Linked DNA regions of Mus musculus: region 1 is linked to region 2. Evidence: chromatin contacts called from public promoter capture Hi-C data. All regions are on one chromosome and are shown on one strand. The core of a region is the stretch at or near the end of the contact, and the rest is flanking DNA. Distances in the headings are between cores, read along the strand shown. Region 1 overlaps Dock4 (dedicator of cytokinesis 4). Region 2 holds the start of Zfp277 (zinc finger protein 277).

What was found. Promoter capture Hi-C pulls out the DNA fragments that hold promoters and counts their contacts.
Region 1: a contact with region 2 is called in a promoter capture Hi-C map of 3T3-L1-derived adipocytes, with 3 times the contacts expected there. The contact joins the enhancer-like site here to the promoter of Zfp277 in region 2. A contact is called at or near these places in 7 of 39 promoter capture datasets (the 3T3-L1 cell line, 3T3-L1-derived adipocytes, cranial neural crest and 2 more), 1 of 15 datasets of contacts at CTCF or cohesin (the NIH/3T3 cell line), 1 of 484 Hi-C or Micro-C datasets (the N1E-115 cell line) and 2 of 115 datasets of contacts at active chromatin or transcription factors (embryonic hindbrain and stem cell-derived neural progenitor cells).

The regions. Positions count from the first base shown.
Region 1 is chr12:40,733,870-40,736,919 of GRCm38.p6, reverse strand. The region is part of intron 22 of Dock4 (dedicator of cytokinesis 4); the gene reads right to left. Among named protein-coding and RNA genes, the nearest start is that of Immp2l, 290 kb to the left of the region's middle. Within about 2 kb of position 1,364, at least 4 of the 459 cell types and tissues checked have an H3K27ac peak or open chromatin away from gene starts, as enhancers often do. A contact at or near this core is called in 3T3-L1-derived adipocytes, where this site is marked.
Region 2 is chr12:40,444,203-40,447,509 of GRCm38.p6, reverse strand. It overlaps Zfp277 (zinc finger protein 277), which reads left to right and starts at 1,720. Exons shown (of 12, transcript NM_178845.3): 1 at 1,720-1,844. The coding sequence starts at 1,751. Dock4 (dedicator of cytokinesis 4) reads right to left here and starts at 1,457. Exons shown (of 53, transcript NM_172803.2): 1 at 1,116-1,457. The coding sequence starts at 1,152. It overlaps Gm40406 (a long non-coding RNA gene), which reads left to right and starts at 1,851. Exons shown (of 2, transcript XR_872699.3): 1 at 1,851-3,307.

The DNA of each region.
Region 1 (3,050 bases), core at 115-2,614, 290 kb before region 2:
AAATGTATCTTGGTGTCCCTGAAATGTAAGGTACCTTTATAATATGACCACTAAAAAGCATAAAGCAAGAAATACTTTATGATGAGGGCAGGAAGCCAGCTGCCCTGGGACAAGCTAAGGGTTATAATTGAAAATAAAAATAAAAGTACAATTTGGTTTTGACCTTCCTATGCCCTGAGACAAATGGAGAAAAATAATTACAAGGAACTTGCAGCAAGGGCTGGGGCCTTTACCCTTTTTGCCCTTCGTCTTCTTTTCCAGGAAATTCTGGGGCAGGAGTCAGTACATGAAATGGGAAGTGGCAACACAGCCAAGCTGGTTCTCGGTCCTGCCTGACATGGTAAGGCTCTTCAGGACTCATTGCCAAGATGGGCTTTGGCTAAGAGGAATAAATGAATCTCCCTACCAAGCCTAAGGTGAGATGGCCCACTGGGAAGCAATCCCTTGCCCCACTGATAGACAGACCCATTGGGTGGCAATCCCTTAGCCCACTTGATAGAGTACTAAGAAGGTCCCTTTGTCTCCAGGAATCAGCATCTGTGCTGGGTTGTAACTCACGTGGGAAAGACTCCCACAGTGTCAAGCAAGCAAACTCAGTTTCTGCTTTTAACATAATTTAAAAATGTAGGCCAGTATGATCCTTGGCTCTGGATAAAGTAGATGCAATTCTTTTTTTTTTTTTTCTTTTTTTTTTTTTATTATTAGGTATTTTCCTCGTTTACATTTTCAATGCTATCCCAAAGGTCCCCCATACCCACCCACCCCCCCAATCCCCTACCCACCCACTCCCCCTTTTTGGCCCTGGCTTTCCCCTGTACTGGGGCATATAAAGTTTGCAAGTCCAATGGGCCTCTCTTTGCAGTGATGGAGATGCAATTCTAAGATGACTGATCATGACCTTTGTCCCTGGTAGCTTTGCAATTACGTTATGTTGCATTGCCAAAGAGCTTTTGCAGAAAAAAACGAAGGATGCTACCTACTTAGGCGACTCTTAAATATGGAGACTATATAGGTAGGCTTAGCCTAACCATAAACCTTTAGGTTTTTGTTTTGTTTTGTTTATTTCATTGTAGGAGTCTTAGAGAGATTGAGAGCATGGACAGAACACAGCATATGGCTGCTGGATTTGAAGCAACCACATGTAAAAAAACATTCTGAGTGTCCTTGAGAAGACAGATTACCTCCCATGCCCCCAGCCTGTATTGGCAGCTTGCAGGAGAGGCCCTTGATCCCACAATTTCTACCAATAGGCTGAAAAAAAAACAGTCCTGTTCTTATTCAAAGGCTTCAGATAAGAAATCAAGTTCTGATTTCGACTCTGGGAAACTCTTAGGAAAGAATTCAACTAAGCCTGAGTAGACTCCTGACCTACAAAACTGCAACTCAAAAGCTGCTTAAGGCCATCAAGCTAAGATATGTTAGCAGCAGTAGAAAACTAACCTCTCTCATTAATCAAACTTTTGCCCTCCTCCTTTCTTTAAGAGTAGTGTAGGATCATCAGTGAACTTGGAATGGGAAGAAATGTGTCATTAACCTTACCACCAAAATATTGGGAAGTAATGCCCCCTTTTTTTATTAAAGAAAACCAATATCTCATAATATTACATTAACTGTGACTTTGCATAAAACTAAAACGAAACACACACACACACATAAATAAACAGCATACAGAATAAAGAATTCCATCAGTAGGGTTATTAGCTTTTTTAGGAACTTTATATACTTTAAGAAGTAACAAAGCTGCCTCTAAAGCTCAACTGTGGAGTAATACTCTAAAAACCAAGACTAATGAAAGTCAGAATGGTAGAGAAGCATCAGGGCTGCTACCCCCTGCAGAATCATAGCAATGGGAGGTACCTTAGGGAATGCTAGGACTCACAGGAGATACGGTGAAGGTACAGAAAGATTTCTGTAGTTTTAGAAGAGGAAGAAAAATGTCTTATATCCCCAAGAAGTAATAAACAATAATTTAACATTACTTTTAAGAATAGGAAGATATTTTTCAGGTGCAAAGCAGGCAGATGTGGTCTCTGTGATTAACAACAGTTAGTAGAGATGTTTCAGGGTGAAACCTTAATCACAAAGTAGTAAACTCTGAGACCTCTGTGGTAAGCATACTGGATTATCCTCCTCAAATTATCAGCTGCTACAAATCAGCTCTGGCAAGGTGAAAGCTTGCCCTTGAGGTCTCCGGTAAGTTCCCTGGTGCCGGGATTGGACTGCTAACTACAGAGTATAAGATGACATTTAAAAGACCTTGTTATAAAGATGGCCTAGGCGGCCATCACTGGAAAGAGAGGCCCATTGGACACGCAAACTTTATATGCCCCAGTACAGGGGAACGCCAGGGCCAAAAAAGGGGAGTGGGTGGGTAGGGGAGTGGGGGTGGGTGGCTATGGGGGACTTTTGGTATAGCATTGGAAATGTAAATGAGCTAAATACCTAATAAAAAATGGAAAAAAAAAAGAAAAAGAAAGTACAAAAAAAAAAAAAAAAGACCTTGTTATATGATGGCCCGGGTGGAAGATAAGTCCACATCTGTAAGGAAGAGAATAAATAACAAGACTAGCTGTGTAAGCAGTCAGGAAAAGTACAGTGCTGTAACCAAAGGACTGTGAGTTCTGGTGCTGGGACACTGTATGGTAGGCCTGCCACATGCTACCTACCACATGACTCCAGATGACATCAGCATTCTTAAGACCCAGTTTGCTTTAATCTTCATATTAAAGCTCTAGTTCTCCAAGATCTTAAGTTTCCAGAGGATGGTGGGAGGCTGCCTCTCTATCTGACAGCTTTTAACCAAGGCATCAAAATTAAAAATATACAAGAAGGATTAAGAAAAGATAGAGAAACACTAAGAATTGTCTCTGGGAATGTATAAAAGGCAATGCTATTTTGAATGTTGATGGATCCAGAACTTAAAAAAAAAAAGTCAAAAACAAATAAAAAAAGAAAATCAGAGCCAGGCATGCTAGTTCACATCTGCCATTCCAGTCCTTGAGAGGTAGAGGCCAGACGAGGTTAAGTATACCCTGTCTCAAAACGGCCAA
Region 2 (3,307 bases), core at 471-2,970:
GCCAATCGGCAGAACGGGGCATTATAGGAAATGAAGATTGTCAGTAAAATCTATAATGCTTTCTTTCTGTTAGACCTTCTGGGAGGTTATAATTGCATTTGGCCAATTCGGGCTTGTCAGTGAGCCTGGCTTCTTAATAGTCTCAACCCTAAAAGGAGTGACTGTCAAAGGGGGAGGGGGGTACCCAGCTGAAATCAAACAACAAAAACGGGAACTGTAATCCTACCGACAAGGGAGGAGGGAAGGGAAGGGAGCCTCCTGTATTCATCAGTCAACATTAATGGTCTTTGTTGTTCACCTTTGCACAGAACAGTGAATGCTATCCTGTTCCTTTTTCTCTCAAATCAGTGCCAGGGTAGTCCTCTCCTAAAGCTGCCTGCCAGCCTCTAAGAGCCAGGCTTTCTGACCCTCCTCTCCCTCGTCACTTTCCAGCCGGCCTCTATGACCCCCACTGCGCTCATTCCCTGGTAGAGAAGGTGGCCAGAAGTAAAAACCCTGCCAAAATCTCGGTTCCCCTCCAAGGACCAAAGAGCGCAGGAGCACAGATGTTGAAATTTACCAACCCCCCTGCTCGCAACACACACCCCAAACACCCGGGAGGCGAGGGAGGAAGGAGGCTACGTCCCGACTCCGTCTGTCACAGGGGCTACACTCTGCACTCTGGGAATGCCGACCCCAGCCGCAGGGACTTCGCGCCTCCCTACTGTTTGGGAGTATTCTAGCAGCCGGTTCCTGGTCTCCCTCATCACCCCGGGAAATCTTAGCAGCCCACTGCCAGCTCTCTGCCGCTGTGGGCCAGCAGGGGTAGAAGGGAGAGAAACCCTGTTGGCTTCCCCTTCCAACTTGACACGCAACACGCCCCGCGGCCGCTCCAAACTCCGCCAGCCAGCAGAGACCGGAGCGGCAGTCCGGACGTTCTGGGATCGGGTTCGAGGAGCGCCGAGTGCACGGTGAGGAGCGAGCCCCCCAGTGCTCGCCCCTCAGCCGGAGGCCGGTGCGGCCAAGCCCGGGACCCGCTGTGCAATGCCAAGACCTGGCATTTGCAGCCTGGAGCGGAGCGAGCTGCGTGGGGGCAAGGACCAGAGCGTGGTAAAAGTTCGCCCGCGAGCACTCACCCACGCCGTATTTCTCGTGCTCCGTAGGTATCCACATGGCTATGAAGGGCGTTGAGGGGCTCCGGGCTGTGCAATCCCCGCGCCCCTCCAGTGGCTCACAACAATGCACCGCTCCCGAAGAGCAGCTGTGTCGCTGGAGCACAGCGGATCGCGCGGGCTGCGGCGCTGGGCAGGGTCTGCTCCCGGGGCTCCGGAGCCGGCACTGACACTACACCGCCGAGGCGGAGCCGCCCGCCGCTCTGCCGGCCGCGGCTGCTCACAGCCCTGCGACGCGCTCCCGGGGACCCGGCGGCGCAGTCATTGTTCTGATTCACTGAACTAAGCGAACACGCCGGGGCACTCGCGGGCGCACCCCCGCCCGTCAGCGCCCGTCCAGCGCTGCCTACCCACTGCCTCGCGGCATGCTGGAAGTTGTAGTTCTTACGCTCCCGGCTCCGGAAGGAGGCGGGACTACAGCGGTTGGGGGCGGGGCACCTAGTTAGGCTCGCCACAATCGATTGGTCCAAAATGTGACGGCACAGCATAGGCGTGTAGGAACTCCCTCAGTGAGGCGGCATGCGACCCCAGGCGCGTTTTTATTGGTGTATCACCGCTCCGCCCCGCCTACGGCCCGCCCCTTTCTACTGTGCCAGGTAATGGCTGCTAGTGAGGTCCAGGGGCTTCCTGTGGACCCCCGGGAGGCTGGGGTCCGCGGGGTCCGCGGCGGAATCGGACACACAGATCATGAAGGTGAGTGTGCTGTCCCTTAGGCGCGGGTGATCTGTCTTCCTTCTTCTGTGCCCGAGGTGCAGCTGGCAGCCGCTCAAACCTTTGAAGCTGGTCGGCTGGGAGACCACCTTGGTGCCAGGGAAAAAGCCGCGGGCGGGACCCAGAGATATGGGTTGGGCAGACGGAGGTTGCCAGGCTGAAGCTGTTTTGGGGTGGGAGCAGAAAATGTGAAGAGCTGCCTTCCCGGCCTCTGAGAAAGCTCCTTTGCTGTCTTCCGGTTTGGAATTCTGTGCTTTGCACTTGCCGCCAAGTGGGTGTGGGTCAGGTCTGGGTTGCACACGTGTGACTGTAAAGCTGTGATTAGCCGCTATTTCCTGACTTGTAGCCCTCGCTCTCCCCGGTTTGCTGAATTTGGCTCTGGGAAGGTGTTTTATGTAGTTTGGGACCGGTTTCCAAGTTGGAGACTAGTCACGTCACGGCTCTCTAATACTTATTTGCTGGTTGCAGGTTGTAGTCCTCTTCAAAAGGAAAGGATGTGTGTGTCTCAGGTATCATTTGGCCCTGTAGCCTGGGAGATGTTACATTCTAAGAGAAAGAGAAAAGAGAATTAAATTCACTCCAGCCCTCACAGAATATTTAAAATAGGGTTTTAAAATTCATCACAGCTACTTTGTATCAACCTGACTTTGCTGCTTTCTTCAGTTCCACTGTAGAGACCAAAAGTCAAACTTTCATCATAGACTACCTTTTCTTTTGGTCGCGCTCCACTCCCCACCCATTTTGTTTAAGTGTTAATTTTGGGGGTTAATTTGGGTTCTCAGTCCTTGTTGATGTTTTTTCCATTTAACCTTCACAGCTTTTTATCTCAGTAGCAGGGAAATAAAAGTGCAATTTCTTCCCACTTTCCATGAGTGAGATTCCTATCAATGGGTTTGCCATATATCCCGTACTTATGTTTTTCCAGATCACCAAAATTCCACATTTTAAGATATAAAGTTGGAAGCTTTAATAATTTGGCGGGGGGGGGGGGCGTTGTTTATGGTTTTTGTTTTTGTGGGGGTTTTGGTTGGTTGGTTGGTTAGTTTTGGTTTTTAGAGACAGAGTTTCTCTGTGTAGCTCTGGCTGACCTGAAACTCACTCTAAACCAGGCTGGCCTCGAACTCAGAAACCCGCCTGCCTCTGCCTCCCAAATGCTAGGATTAAAGGCGTGCGCCGCCACTGCCCGGCTTCTTCTCCTCACTGATAACTTTTTCTCACGGGTTAATTTATTTGAAAACTTGAAAATACCTCTAAAGCATAAATAATTACCTTACACTTAGAATTCATTACAAATATTTCAAGCACTTCATTCAGAGGTCTGTAGATTAAAAAAATAATAATAATAGTAACATCCACTACACAGTTCCACTTATAAAGACAAAAGTGATGCATATTTTATAACATAGTCCTTTATAATATGCATTGTATACCCCATTTTAAAATAA